Regions from separate parts of the Mus musculus genome. Here all the other regions are linked to region 2. The links are chromatin contacts, called in public Hi-C and promoter capture Hi-C maps. All regions are on one chromosome and are shown on one strand. The core of a region is the stretch at or near the end of the contact, and the rest is flanking DNA. Distances in the headings are between cores, read along the strand shown. Region 1 has its middle 69 kb from the start of Lifr. Region 2 holds the start of Rpl37 (ribosomal protein L37). Region 3 overlaps Lifr (LIF receptor alpha). Region 4 holds the start of Lifr (LIF receptor alpha). Region 5 holds the start of Nup155 (nucleoporin 155).

Region 1 (2,700 bases), core at 19-2,518, 2.1 Mb before region 2:
CCACCAGTTTTTTTTTTGTTTTGTTTTGTTTTTTAAGGTGGGTAACAGAAAAAAATCCATTATATATGGTTAGACAATCCATCTATCATCTATCTGCTGGTATTTTATGCATCCAGCCTTAGAAACACTGCTGATAAGATTTTCGAGATGTATTCAAGAAGTGAATCAAGCTCGCAAATTGTTTCAAAGTAACATGTTAGAGAGAGCCAATATTGCCCAAGATTACATACATTTCTTTTATCACTTTCTAATTTTCCTTTAGTATTGATTTGTCTAATAAAGATTAGCCCACTAATAAAAGCACTACCACGGGGCACTTTTAGTCCAAAGACAGAGGTATAATGAGGGTTCTTCATCAGCTCTGAGGGGGATCACCCCACGCAAGATACCCAAGGCTGCACTTTGCCCGTTCTGTCCTCAAAGAAGTTCAAAGACTTCCAGAGCCTCAGAAATGGGATGGATGCTACACCAAGTGGGTACTTGGCAATAACAGCCCTCCCCCCAGGCACCTCTGATTTTCAAACAAAGCCCCTAGAAGTCCTCAGTGCCACGGGGACATGCAAGGCCTGGATGAAGTAAGCTTCGGAGTGAAGACTTAAGGACGCTGACAGGACCTTCTCAGTCCCAAGGATGCTCACCTGAGGCCTGGGGTAGAAGTTACCTGAGCCAAGTGTGGCTCTGGCTGAGCTCTAGCGAATCAGACCTCAGGGTCTCTTTCTAAAGCCTTTGCTGTGTACTGTCACCTTCTGATAAGCTGAGGGATGCACATGAATGTGTGTCTAAACTCTTATACAAGCAGTTATACCTTTATATCGCTGGCCAGGAAGAGGGCCATGTTGAAAGCAGACATCTATCCTGCAGGGACTGTTACATGCTTGGACTATAACAAGCCTTAGCATTCTTGTGATACACACCAGGGGCCCAGGCTTTATGATGAGGAATAGGTTGAGAGAGAGGTTAAACATCTTCCAGTGTGGTCCAGGTGATTGACCAGTGGTGATCTCAGGAGCCCACATGGGACTGTACAGCCTCACATATGACAGTGTCCCTCAGAGCCATCTTGAAAATGGTGGAACCAGTCCCAGCCAGTAGTGCCTGTGGTCCTGGAATAATGAGACTCTTGGTTCGCTTCTGACAGGGTATGCAGGCTGGTTTGCACTGTGGCCGGGCAAGAAGGGGGGAGGGGATGCCATCTACTCTCAACACTGCTTCCTCTGCCCATGTGTTTTGGCACCATCAGCTCTGAGGGGGAGGGGAGGCAGTGAGGAAAAAAAAAGTCCTTATGCCTTCCTCCCAGGCTGCCTGGAGTGCTGACACAGGTTTGCCATGGTGACAGGCCAGCTGGAGCCAGAAGGGGACAGATGATTTAAATCTGAACTGGAACTTAAAATTATTTCTCCCCTTTCAAGCATTTAGCTACCAGAAAGATGAATGCACTGGGGTTTCCTCCCTTTTAATATTATTTCTCCTTGACAGCTTATCAAAGTGATTTTCTAATTCTTTTCTTATCCCCACAACTTGAGATTGATCTTCTAAGTAAAAAAAAAAAAAAAAAAAAAAAAAAAAAAAAAAAAAAAAATCATCTCCAATTTAATCTTGAATGAGTTCAAGTCATCTCTCATTATCAATTTCCCTGGGTTAGAGAGACTGGATGACTTGAAATCAGTTTTCCTGCCGGTCGTTCATGGGGAAGGGGACTGGATCAAATGTATAGGTCATTTCAAATAAATTCTATAATTCTTTTGTGAAGGACGGAGGGTTGCTATCACACTGTGCTATGATGTTGGATATCACACATTACCACTTACTGATTCATCCATCTCTAGGGTTTTTTTTTTTCTTCCTAATGAGCACATGGCTCTTTTCTTTGCACTTTTTCTGTTCCTGTAGGTAACAGTGGTACACAATTTGGCTTCAGAAACTCAACCTTCTGGGAACAAGTTCTCCATTGAGAATTCCCCAAAGTACAGACCATATGTGTGAGCTTTTCTAGCACTTAAATATTAACATGTGTTTCACAACTAATCTACAACTGGCTTGTACTTTTACAGGCTCAAGTCGGGTCCATTCATGCTCTGGCTGTTATTCGTGGTAAGTCTGAGCCACAAAAGACAAAGAACATTTCTCTAATGCCACTGCCTACTTCTAAATGACTGGACTTTTGTTAAGTCAATTGCTATATTTCAAAATTAAGTTGAAATTTTTATGCATTCCCAGAAACTCCTGAAATATTCAGCTCTCTTGGGAAATAATAAATTACAACTCCTGCTTTAAGGACCAGCATTTCTCTTTTCTTTTCTTTTTTGAGACAGTATGTAGCCCTGGGTGGCCTGGATCTATATAGACCAGGCTGCCCTCCAACTCAGAGATCCCTCTGCCTCTGCTCCTGCTTCCTTAGTGCTGGCTGGGACTAAAGGTGTGCACGACTACATATGGCAATAATCTTGCTACTTGCTAATGCTAGGTTCTCACTTTGTAAAAAGTAATTTGATTTTTTAATTTAAATATAAGAATCCTTTTTTTTCTCTATAAATATAACATGAACTTAACAGAGCAAATAGAAGGTGCTATCAGCAGCACAGCAATACCTCCAAATATTAAAGCCACCGCTAAAGCTTCTTGGTTGCTATAGAGTCACTGTGATTATTATGGGATAAGAGTAAGAACTAAACAAAGAACAAAGTGAAGGACACTTTTCTT
Region 2 (2,700 bases), core at 7-2,506:
CTGGAGGCAGATCCAAGTAAGCTGCCCCCCAGATCCCACTCATAGTCTTGACAAATGTGGGCGTCTCAGGCCCACACCAAACCCCAGTATCATTCCTACCCTTCAGTAAGAGTGCAAAGTTTCATCCTACCCTGGAGGACCAATGACATTTAGCCAAAACTGTACCTGAATCTGCGGTAGACAATCTTTAGGTGCCTCATCCGACCAGTCCCGGTAGTGTTTCGTCTCTTAGCCTTGGCACTCCAGTTATCTAATAAAAAAAATAGGATTCCAAATGGTTTTCCCAAGCACCCAGTGTCAGCCCATTTTCTCAGTAGTGTCATTACTATGTTTTAACCACTCAGCCAACAAACCAACCTCCAAAGTTGTTGCGTGCCAAATGTGTTTTCTATTACATCGCTACCTCAGGTCAAGGTAAAAGCCCGCCTGCGGATTACAGTACTTACACTTCCTCTTGCGCTTGGCAGGGTAGCCACACTTGCCACAAGTCGACTTCTGAAGGTGGTAGGCCTTGGAGCCACAGCGGCGGCACAGCGTGTGCGTCTTGTTGCGACGCTTACCAAAGGATGACGTTCCCTTCGTCTGCACATTAAAAGAAAAAGCAGGAAAAAAAACCCCACATATAAGCAACTCTGAAATCTGACTTCTCAATGTACTCTGGCATTTTCTTAGCAATGAGTATGGATGAGACGTAAACAAGATCCACACGGGACAAAACGGTGTAAAGATTTAAATCTTAGCACACAGGTAGGGTAGGTAGGAAGCACTACCGGCTATCCACACGACCATTATAATGCCTTACTCTGCGCGGACCTAAGCCTCCTTGGCTTTAGGCGTTAAGGACAACATTCTGCCCGTCTCTCAGTCGCGGTACTGCCCACCAAGCAGCCGGTTTCTCGGCGGCTGGGGACAGATGTCCCCAAGCCTGTCCTGATCACCCACCCGGGGCTGCAGTGCGTACGTCTCCTCCAAAGCCCAGAGAGACCCACAGCGGCGCTAGGACCGTGGGCCGGGCTCTGCACACAGCAGCCATCCTTCCAGTTCCTGCGGACCACAGCACGCCGTCTCCTCGCCCATCAGCTCCCCTCACTCGCAACCTTGTCACCGACGCGCCGGGCAACAGGCAGGACAGCCCGAGGAAGAAGGATGGAGAGAGATTTACAGAGCCCAGAAACCACACTCACCATCTTGCTTCTACCGGCGAGGCCAAAGAGACCGGAAGAGAAAGCACCCCCGCCACTTCCTGTGGATAAGCTTCCGCCCAGGAAACTACTTCCGGCGGGTCTTGGTGCAGCCCTATCAGGCCTCGGGTGCGGAGGTGTAGTCTCCCGGGCGAGAGAGCCAGGGAGCCGATTGGGCTGCAACACCGGTAGGGGGCGTGCCTGGCGCTGTGGCTCCGCCCTCCCCAGCGGCCCGCCTCCTGGTTGGAGAGGGTTTCTGGCGGTGTCGGGGCTGCTGCGGTGTTGGCAGTCCGTCTGGTTTCCGGTCCCGGGGCTCGAGGGGAGTCAGACACCCAGTGCGTGGCGGCGCCCCTGGCGGTTGTGCAGTGCTGGGACTGGGATCCCGATCCGGGAAAGCCAGCCTTCCCAGGTTCGTTTTGATGTGGCCGCTCGCTTGCCTGTATGGAGAGTTGGTGAGAGGATGGAGTCACGAAGTGTCTCGGCGAGGGTAGGAGCTTAGTTAGCTTCTGACTCGGGCCGACTCGATTTCACGCGGTGGTCATTCAGAGGCCAGTTGTTTGATCGCACTCAAGGAATCACACGCGGAACTTGTTAAATAACAGCTTCCAGCCAGCGCGCCGCCACCAGGAAATCTGACCCTTTTAGACTTGAGTACAGTTTGCAAGTCTGTACTGTATAAAACACTTTCCTAGATCATTTTGAAATAAGTAACCCTAGACATCCTTGATTAGCGCTAATGCAACTGTCTGTCCGCAATCCCAGTAGGAAACATGGAGAATATAGTACGAACATTGATGAATTGGGGAAAAGTCTCAGTCATACCATCTACATACTTTCTAAAACAAATGTGAGAATCGCTAGTCTATCACATTCAAAAATCTTAAGATAGTGGACAGCAGAACAAAGCAAACACCAAGGAAGCTTTTTGTTTTGTTTTGTTTTTTGTTAGCAAATCGTACCAATTTCTTCTAGGGGAGGGGAGTAGAAAGAAAAATGTATAATCCTTTCCACTCAGAAGTAGTAAACTGAAATCAGAGGAGGGAGGAGATAGGGCACACGGGAGAGAAAGCAAACAAGCATTCAAATGGTTGAACTGGACTATAAATAAGTCTTAGGAGACTGGGTGGCAAATTGCTATAAATTTAGTAGCATGAAGCAACACAGATTTAGTCAACGGGTGTAAACTTTCAGTTATGGGAAATAAATTCTAGGGTCCTCTTGCATTACTGTACCTACAGATAACAAAATTGTATCGCACACTTAAAATTGTATGGCCTCTGCCTCCCAAGTGCTGGGATTAAAGGCGAGCGCCACCACTGCCGGCCTCATTCACAGTTCTGCTGGGAAGCACAAGTGAGGCTTGGTTTGACTAAAATTGAAATGTAGTGCTGAGGTGTAGCTCTGCTCAGTCGCTGTTTAATTGCTGTCTTTCACCTTGCAGGCCAGTAATAACCTACCTTACGTTGTAGTACAGTTTTCTGTGTTCTTCTACTTTTAAGACCGCTTGTTACTACATTCA
Region 3 (2,700 bases), core at 130-2,629, 2.1 Mb before region 2:
CCACTCTATGTTTTGAGATAGGGGCTCTCCCTGAACCTGGATCTCACTAATTTAGCTAGACCAGACAGAAGTAGAAGCTCTGATCTCTACCCACCCTCAGAGACTTAGGGCTGTCGATGTTACGATACCCAGCTTTGAGGGAGATGCTGGGGATCAATCTTGGGGCCACAGAACTGCCTGAGTGGAGGGCACTTTTCCAACAGAGTGCCTCAATTCTGTTATCTTGAAACAAGGCATTATTCTGTAACCCAGAATGGCTTGTATTTCACCATGGAGCCAAGGCTGGCCTAAAGCTCGCAGTAATCCTCCTGCCCCTGCTCCATGCTGGGATTACAGGCATAAACCACCACATTCGAGAGCTTAAAACAGTTCAACATTTACAAAGCAAACTGTAGATGTTGTGAAATAATGCAGCCCCCAGTGCAAGGCACCACACTCGGGTTTCAAAGGAGTACGACACAAATACAAAGTGAAACTGTAGCCTTATTTACTTAGGCAGGGACAGAACCTGATCACAGGCCGTTTGTTGAAGGTCACAGGTTAATTTTTAAGGGTTTATATACACATGCAGAAGATGCACACAGAATCACTCGATAATTTCAGAAGTTTCACGTTGATTCTTTTGAAACTCTCCTATGTTCTTCAGCAAACAAGTGGGGAAGCCCTCCACACTCTAACTCACAGCTGCTGCTTTAATCAATGCCCTTGCAGGTCAAGGTCACGCACCCCAGCTCCACTCCTAACAGCTGGTGTTTACACAGTGACCTCTGGTGCCCTTTATCCCTCACTCTTCCCTGACATCTGGCTTCTAAGTTCACCGTTCTACTGAAGGGACTCACCGGCCCCATGTTTGATCCAAGGGCCCCTTCCGATTTATCATCCAAACACCTTCAAACTCCCTCCTCTCTTGGGTTCTACCACACTGAACTTTCTGGGCCACTCTTAGTCCTCAGGCTAGACCTTCCTTCAGTAGTGCTGTAGACAGGAGCGCTTCCGTGCGTCCCAATTCCCTTTCCCGAAGATACACTGGCCTTCAGAATTTAAGCACTTCCAATCACATACACCTTTGTGATTCCCAGAGGGACATTCCCCAGCTACGCCCATGTCTCTGGATGCCCGAATGACCTTTTCAACCTCACTGCCTACAGATCAGAGTATTAAAGATGAAACTGTCCTTTCCCAACCAACTGGTTCCTATCTTTTGTATCTCTGTGGACAGCCTCTCACCCCTACCCCTCAGCCAACCAAAGGGACAGACACTGTTGGGAGACACAAGCACCTGGTCCCCAACTCAGATTCTGCTGCTCCCGTCCCTTCCTGTCTGAACTCAGCTGTCCTCGGTTATATTTACAGTGTCTTGCTCAACTGCCCCAGAGTCTCCTTATTTATCCAGCTGCTTCCGGCCCCCCTTATCTGATGTTGCTCCACAGACTGTCCACCTGTAATAAACACTGGATGGTTTCTGGACTTCATTTTACTGACTCTGATGACCCGGGGGCCCCTGCTCACTCTGCCAGAATTTTACATCTCTCTGTTAGAGGAGTTGTACTTAATAGACACATGATTTTTCAGCCCAGCTTTCTAGAGCGGGTCTCAGATTTCTTTAATCCACAGTTCTGGGGTGGTCACTTTGGAAGATAGCTACCTGGATTCAAAAAAACACTATGGGCATATACCAACCCTTACTCTTAAGCAATCTAGCCCATGTGAACCAAGGGTCTGTAAGAGTAAGCTTACAGGAGATGTTCTTCAGCGGGCTCCAGTCACTCCACTCTTTGTAACCGGAGAAATGAGGCGAGTCAATGTGCCATCGAATGCTCACCGAGTGAGTGGCACATTGCAAGGGCAGGTCTGAGGTCCAGTTCCAGTGCTGAACGGTATCTTTACCACTCAGCATTGTGTTGAGTAACACCTAAAAGCAAACACAAAATTATGCTTCCAAATAATGCTAATGTCCTGCCTTTCTCCAGGGTAAAGGGACAGAAAGGCCTCACGGAACATGTTAGATCAGCCACCGGGTGGGTAATGCTATAAAGGAAAATGATCCGCACCACTGTACAACGGTCTGTTTCTACACAGTGTAACGAGGAAGTGACACCAACACGATCATTACCTGGCTATGTGCCCTTGTCAGCATTTGGTCCTATGGGATTGCCTTCCATCCCCTTACAGGGGTTGATACTCATCAAAGCAGTCAATAAAACAACGAAGAGGATACACTGCTATAGAAATGATTTCCATACTCTCATGGAGAAAAAAACCAGGGGATCCATATCTTAAAGAAGTAAAGCAAAGAGAAGGAGCAGACAGAAAGAAAACAGAGCAAGGGCAGATGGGAAACAGGGGGTCAGGGGGGTCAAAGAAATCAAACAATGCCAGATTAGACTATAATGAGCCACTCGGGGTTCAGCAGTATGGATGAAGCTATGTCCACACAATTAAGGAACAGAGGATCCCCTTCAAAACCCCGGTAAAACTTTCCAATGTGTAAGCTGCATCTAGTTAAACTAGCAACCCTGCCCAAGGCACGCTGTGCCCTGCTCCCGACGCTGGCCTCTCACGCTTCCAGAAGTAAGAGAGGAAGCTTCTACTTGCCGCCATCTTCTGGGCGGGAGCAGGCTGGTTAAGCTTCTGATAGGTAAAGTTAGAATCTCTCAGCAATTTACCACTCTGCCATCCATGCCTATGGAGGAGGGTCAG
Region 4 (2,700 bases), core at 198-2,697, 2.0 Mb before region 2:
CTCAGCTCAACTCTGGCCTGAGAGCAAACAGCAGCTCCGGCCTCCTTGACAATACGCCTCCTATTGAAACTGAGCTTAAGGTTCCTCATGGATGCCTCCAAATGAACACAGTTTCCACCTGGTTGGAAGAAGGAAAGTCAGGGAGAGAAAGAAAAGAGCACAGTCCAGTGTTTTTTAAAAGCACAGGCTATGCTGAGATTTGCTTCCCTCTGCCAGTCTCACCCGAGGAGCCTCTGCTCCTAGTGGAGTATGACTTCAGATCTGTGTCAAGATAATCCTGCAAGGGGAGGGGACGGCATCAGTTGCAATAAACAAATGCTTTAGTTTTTCACTGGGGGCGGTGCTTTAAATATAACGTGGGCACCGCTTTTGAACTCCTGACTAACGTAAAGTCAGGTCAACTCTAAGCAAATATTATTTGCTGGGTTAAATATGCAAGGGAAGGCATTGGATGGCAAAGTTTAAACTGAAAGTTCTGCTGAAAAACCCACTTTAAAGAAACAAAGTAAACGCAAAGAATGCATGTAACTGTCAGTCAGTAACAGCGCACGTGTCCTTTCAGTATCTGACTGCATTAAACACAGCTACAGAAAGGGACCCAAAGATAACCCTAGTGTAAACGAAAGATTCGTGTGTCTTGGCAGCTGAAGTGGGGGCTAGAATCACATAACTCAAGCTCCTGTGTAAGTTCACAACACTTGCTGTGCAGTTTTCTGTGCGTCTGGGTCCACGATCTCAGCTTTGTGCTTTAGACAACACATCCGGAAAGCCATCCATTAGGAAGCCTAACTTTGCTTGCCTACACTTTAACTTGGGAGTTTAATAAGTTTAGCGCCTTCGGACACAAGCACCTAGAACTACAGACAGGTCAGTCAAATGCACCATCAAAACAGAAAGGACGAGGAACTACTTTTCTGAAGCGCTGAGGTTTAGGGGCAGGAAACCATCTGGCAGGTCGCAGCTCCGAATGGGGAATTAAAGGTCCTGCCCATCCCCCTGGTAACCTCTGGCCTTGGAACTCAGTGCCCTTCGCGCCGCACAAGTTTCCCGCGGTGTAGCCCGCGTGGGCGCGGGCTGCAGGGTTGACCCCTCGGCTGGCACGGACGGCGTGAGCCCGAGTGGCGTTGCCCCAGAGCCGGGGACGCGCCCCCCGCACGCGCTCCGGGCTGCCGCGCCGCGCCCCCGCACTCACCAGCCGCTCCCGCGCCGCTATCTTGCCATCCCAGTCGGCCGCCGCCCCGGGGCAGCCCGGACCCTGCAGCACAGGACTGCAGTCCTGAAGGAGCAGTCCGGTGGTAGCAGCCGCCGTCCTGGCGCCCCTGTCCCCTTGCAGGCCGGCTCTAGCGGCCACCGACGACCGGCCGCCGCTGCCTTCTCCCAACCCCGCGAGCCACCGCAGCGCCAGGCGACGATAACGGCCGCGGCCACTGCCGAGACGCTCCGGCGCAGACTGCGCGCCCGGAGGCGGCGCCTGCGAGGAGCTCGGCGGGGGGCGCAGCACCCAGGCCCCGCCCAGGCCCCGCCCCGCGCGCCCCCGCAGCCTTCTCCGCCGTCCCTGCCGCGCGCACGGGGACGCGGGCCCGCGGGCCCGCGAGGCCGCGCGTGAGTCGGAGCCTCTGGGTCGCGCGCGGGCCCGGCGCCCAGGGAGGTGCCTCTGCCGAGACTCCGGTCGCGCGGCCAGCCTTGCAAGGTCACCGAGCGGCGGGCGAGAGCGCAGCGGCCCTGCGGGTGCAAAGCCTCCGGAAAGGCCAGCGGAGCCCAGGCGGCCCTGCGGGAAGCAGCGCGGCTCCCAAACCGCTGTCATTGCACTTTGCAAGCCGTGCGCGGAGGAGGAAACTCGTGTCGCCCCGAAAAGGCACACGGACGCCAATTACTGCGGGTTTTTTTTTTTTTCCTTTCTTTCTTTCTGATTTTGTGCATTACCTAAACTGCCCCCAAGCCGGGGCGCTGCCACTCAGTTCCCCTACTTTCTTGGTGAGGGGACCTCTCAGCTCCTGAGGGCCTGCGGGGGCAACTGAGAACATCCTGGAGCCATCTAGTCGTGCCTCTGAGGCGTGTTGGGCTTATTTGTGCAGAGAAGAAACGGATCCCTTAATGGGGTGAGATTTTTCCTCCGTGCATTGTTCCCATTTCCGCAGTTTCACTTGGCCTCGGTGTTCCTTCCAGAGTAATGCACCAAATGAAATTGGTAGGAGTGTTTTATGGCGCAGAGTCGTGGTTTGAAGATGTTTACGCTCTGTGCCGGACGCGTTTGATGGTGTTCTCTTTAGCACAATTAATTTTGCAAAGTTCAGAAATGTGCCAGACGGAGCCACTGGCACGCAGTCACATGGCTGTGCAGACACACCTTCCATAGGGAGCCGCTTGTTTGTTTTCAGATGTGATTTATCTGGTGCGCCAGGGCCAAGGAGTTTGTGAGGGACCTTTGACTGAAATTCTAGACTTTAGAATCTACAGCAATTTGCAAATCGGCAGGATGAAGCTTATTTTCTAAAATAAATATCCCCCGTTAATAATGTAACTCCAAAATGGGCAACAAGACACCTGAAAATATACTGCATGAAAAAATAAATTCTTAATAACATCTTTCAAAATAAAGTCACTAAGAGTATCCTAGTGACCAACTCCACTAAAGTGCATATTTTGAACATGAAGTGCCTCCTGCTGTCCATGACTGTTTCTGGACTGTGCTGAACCCGC
Region 5 (2,700 bases), core at 20-2,519, 3.0 Mb before region 2:
ACGACAGGGTTTTTCAACGACCCCACCCCCCCCCAGGGTTTCTCTGTATAGCCCTGGCTGTCCTCGAACTCAGAAATCCGTCTCCCTCTGCCTCCCAAGTGCTGGGATTAAAGGTTTTTCTGTGTAGCTTTGGCAGCTGTGGAGCACCCTCTATAGACCAGCCTAGCCTGGAACCCACAGAGATCCGCCTGCCTCAGCCTCCCAAATGCTGAGATTAAAGGAATGGACAACCACTATCTGGCTGCTGTCAGTATTTCTGGTTAAAAAAATAAAAATCTCTTAATAGATTTTTACAAGTCATTGCTCATGTGCTTTGGGCTACTTTTGATTGATTATTCTGTTTAAGTTACTCCCACCCATTTTTTTTTCTCACCAAGTCTCACCTGCATGTTACATTTCTGTTTTTCTCCAACTTTCATTTCACAAGAAACATTTTGTAGCAACTAATGCAACTCCACAAACCTTTAGCTGGTAACAAGTTTTAAAAGTTAAGGCAAATTCTTCCAAATTATCTCCTCTGTTGGCAGATAAACTTAGTTCTGCTCTCCCTGTCAGTTAGCCTTCTGACCCCTATATTTCTTTCCTAGTTAGTCCCGGCACTCACAAATATACTAACTCTACACGTATGACATGACTCTGAGAGAACGCGGCAGATTTCCAAATTAACTCGCTTGCTTTTCTGAGCGAGCATTATCGAAGCAAAAAATGCACAGAAATGGAATCTGGATCAGAGGATTCTTCTCATTTGGACTTAATGAGTTTGCTCTTACCTCCTCGAGTATCTACAGTAAATAAAGTGTAGACAAGAAGAAATAAGCAATAAAAGCTAAAAGTCGGTTGCTGTTTGTCGTGTTTTCAAGAAACCAAGCCCTAATCTCTGAATGTTCACGAGGGCACCAACGTACAGAGAAGAAGACAGGGGAATCGGACTAGAATCCTATGGTGGGGAAACAGAGCGTCCAGTGGACCGATCACTCACTTGGGGCCGACACCATGAGCAGCTCAGAAAGGTCCGGGTACATGCGGTCTTCTTGCAACTGTCGATCGATAAGCCTCCCCGCGTTTTCCAAAGCTTCCTGCAGGGAGGCGGCGGCCGACGTAGAGGCCACCATCATAGAGCCCAGCACCGATGGCATGTCGGCAATCGTGGCCACCGCCTTATAGAAACACTCCAAACCCGTGGAGAACCGTGAGAAAAACGAAGAGAGCCCAAAACCGCTCCTCGGAACGCGCGCGGAAAACGAATAACTGGGCGCCAGGTCATGACGCACTTCCGGTTCGTCCTCCCCGGCACTGGAAGACGCCGCTTCTGGGACGGGAAGAGGAAGCAGTTGAGTGTCGGACATTGGCGAAGGCGTGAGGGAGGAGACTAGAGTTGAATTTGGAGATGGCCTAGGGAAGGGAGGAGGAGAAGGGAAGAGGATACGGGAGAGGGGAGGGGACTGGGGGCGGGGCGGGGGGGAGAGGGAAGAGGAACTTCGGGTGCTGGAGTGGGGTTGATGTCCCCTTGCGGTCGCCTGTGCGGTGGTGACATCGCGCGTGCTGATTCTTTGCTTTGAGCCCCACCCCCAGTTTGGAATGTGGCGACGGCTGAAGAGTGGCACACATCCATTACCGTGGTTCCCTGATAACTTCTAACAGTAGTTAGAAATTGATCGCTAGTTCCAGAAAGTTTACCTGTGAGCCAGAAACTCACAGCGTTTCAAATAATGGGGGTGAATTAAGAATTCATTGGATTGCTGGGCGGTGGTGGTGCACGCCTTTAATCCCAGCACTTGGGAGGCAGAGGCAGGCGGATTTCTGAGTTCGAGGCCAGCCTGGTCTACAGAGTGAGTTCCAGGACAGACAGGGCTACACAGAGAAACACTGTCTCAACCACCACCCCCCCCCCCGGCCCCCAAGAAAGAATTTATTGAATTTTCCCATGTGCGTGTCTGGGTCATTGGCTTTGTGGCTTTGCGAAATTTTTTGGTTGGAGGTCAGCGTTGGACGGTGTCTCATGCCTGTTAATACGCGTCCTATGGTTTCGGCAAAAGGATTACTGTGTCATTTGGTGAGTTCCAGATAGCGTGCTACGGAATGTGTTCCTAACTCAAAACAAACAGAGGCGGGAAGGGAGATACTGTGTGATGGGTCCTGCCAGCGGATTTAGGAAGTGGAGGCAGGAGGATAAGTTCATCCTCGGCTGTGTGGCAAGTTTGTAGTAAACTTGAGAGTCTGTCTCAAGAAAAAGAAGAAAAAAGTGTTTGTTCTTGCTGTATACCTTTCTCCCTTGTTGCCTTGGGAGAACACTCATCTGATCCATCTGTTCTCATCTCAGAGCACAAGGATATTAAATAATGGATGCATTCAACAGATGGTCTGATTCTAGGAAACCGAGTATGTACTGTGTCAGGAATCGTGCCTGCTGTTGGGAATACCAAATTACTACACTTTTACAGAGACAAAGTAAATGCCTCTCAAGGTCCAGGCATAGAGGCAGGCACCTGTAGTTGGAAGCCAGACTGGGCTATGTACTGAGACCTTTCGAAGAATCAGCCTGCCTCCATCTTACGTTTAAAAGACAGCTTACAATAAAAAACAAACTAGGTTCATGCCTGTTTATAATCAAACCTCTGTTTCTCAGGGATTAGCCTATGCCCCGCTCCCCACAGCCTTAACTACAAATGGTTCTGTACCAAGTGTTCCAGGAATGGCAAT

The links. Promoter capture Hi-C pulls out the DNA fragments that hold promoters and counts their contacts. A called contact is a pair of places that touch in the nucleus more often than the background predicts.
Region 1: a contact with region 2 is called in a promoter capture Hi-C map of hippocampal neurons, with 4 times the contacts expected there. The contact joins the enhancer-like site here to the promoter of Rpl37 in region 2. A contact is called at or near these places in 7 of 39 promoter capture datasets (the 3T3-L1 cell line, 3T3-L1-derived adipocytes, embryonic stem cells and 3 more) and 1 of 9 other capture datasets (liver).
Region 3: a contact with region 2 is called in a promoter capture Hi-C map of liver, with 2.2 times the contacts expected there. The contact joins the enhancer-like site here to the promoter of Rpl37 in region 2. A contact is called at or near these places in 4 of 39 promoter capture datasets (hippocampal neurons, liver and stem cell-derived epiblast-like cells) and 1 of 115 datasets of contacts at active chromatin or transcription factors (stem cell-derived neural progenitor cells).
Region 4: a promoter capture Hi-C map of embryonic stem cells shows a contact between it and region 2, with 4 times the contacts expected there. The contact joins the promoter of Lifr here to the promoter of Rpl37 in region 2. A contact is called at or near these places in 3 of 39 promoter capture datasets (embryonic stem cells and liver).
Region 5: a contact with region 2 is called in a Hi-C map of B cells, with 7 read pairs. The contact joins the promoter of Nup155 here to the promoter of Rpl37 in region 2. A contact is called at or near these places in 6 of 39 promoter capture datasets (the C10 cell line, the HPC-7 cell line, hippocampal neurons and 2 more), 2 of 484 Hi-C or Micro-C datasets (B cells and CD8 T cells), 1 of 115 datasets of contacts at active chromatin or transcription factors (astrocytes) and 2 of 9 other capture datasets (adipose tissue and liver).

The regions. Positions count from the first base shown.
Region 1 is chr15:7,197,544-7,200,243 of GRCm38.p6, reverse strand. No RefSeq gene overlaps it. Among named protein-coding and RNA genes, the nearest start is that of Lifr, 69 kb to the right of the region's middle. Within about 2 kb of position 1,268, at least 34 of the 459 cell types and tissues checked have an H3K27ac peak or open chromatin away from gene starts, as enhancers often do.
Region 2 is chr15:5,115,169-5,117,868 of GRCm38.p6, reverse strand. It overlaps Rpl37 (ribosomal protein L37), which reads right to left and starts at 1,256. Exons shown (of 4, transcript NM_026069.3): 1 at 1,185-1,256; 2 at 447-582; 3 at 166-250. The coding sequence starts at 1,187. It also overlaps a transcript of Card6 not described here.
Region 3 is chr15:7,166,095-7,168,794 of GRCm38.p6, reverse strand. Lifr (LIF receptor alpha) reads right to left here. Exons shown (of 20, transcript NM_001358593.1): 6 at 1,738-1,912. Among named protein-coding and RNA genes, the nearest start is that of Lifr, 38 kb to the right of the region's middle. Within about 2 kb of position 1,379, at least 15 of the 459 cell types and tissues checked have an H3K27ac peak or open chromatin away from gene starts, as enhancers often do. A contact at or near this core is called in liver, where this site is marked.
Region 4 is chr15:7,128,319-7,131,018 of GRCm38.p6, reverse strand. Lifr (LIF receptor alpha) reads right to left here and starts at 1,447. Exons shown (of 20, transcript NM_001358593.1): 1 at 1,193-1,447.
Region 5 is chr15:8,107,882-8,110,581 of GRCm38.p6, reverse strand. Nup155 (nucleoporin 155) reads right to left here and starts at 1,269. Exons shown (of 35, transcript NM_133227.3): 1 at 980-1,269. The coding sequence starts at 1,136.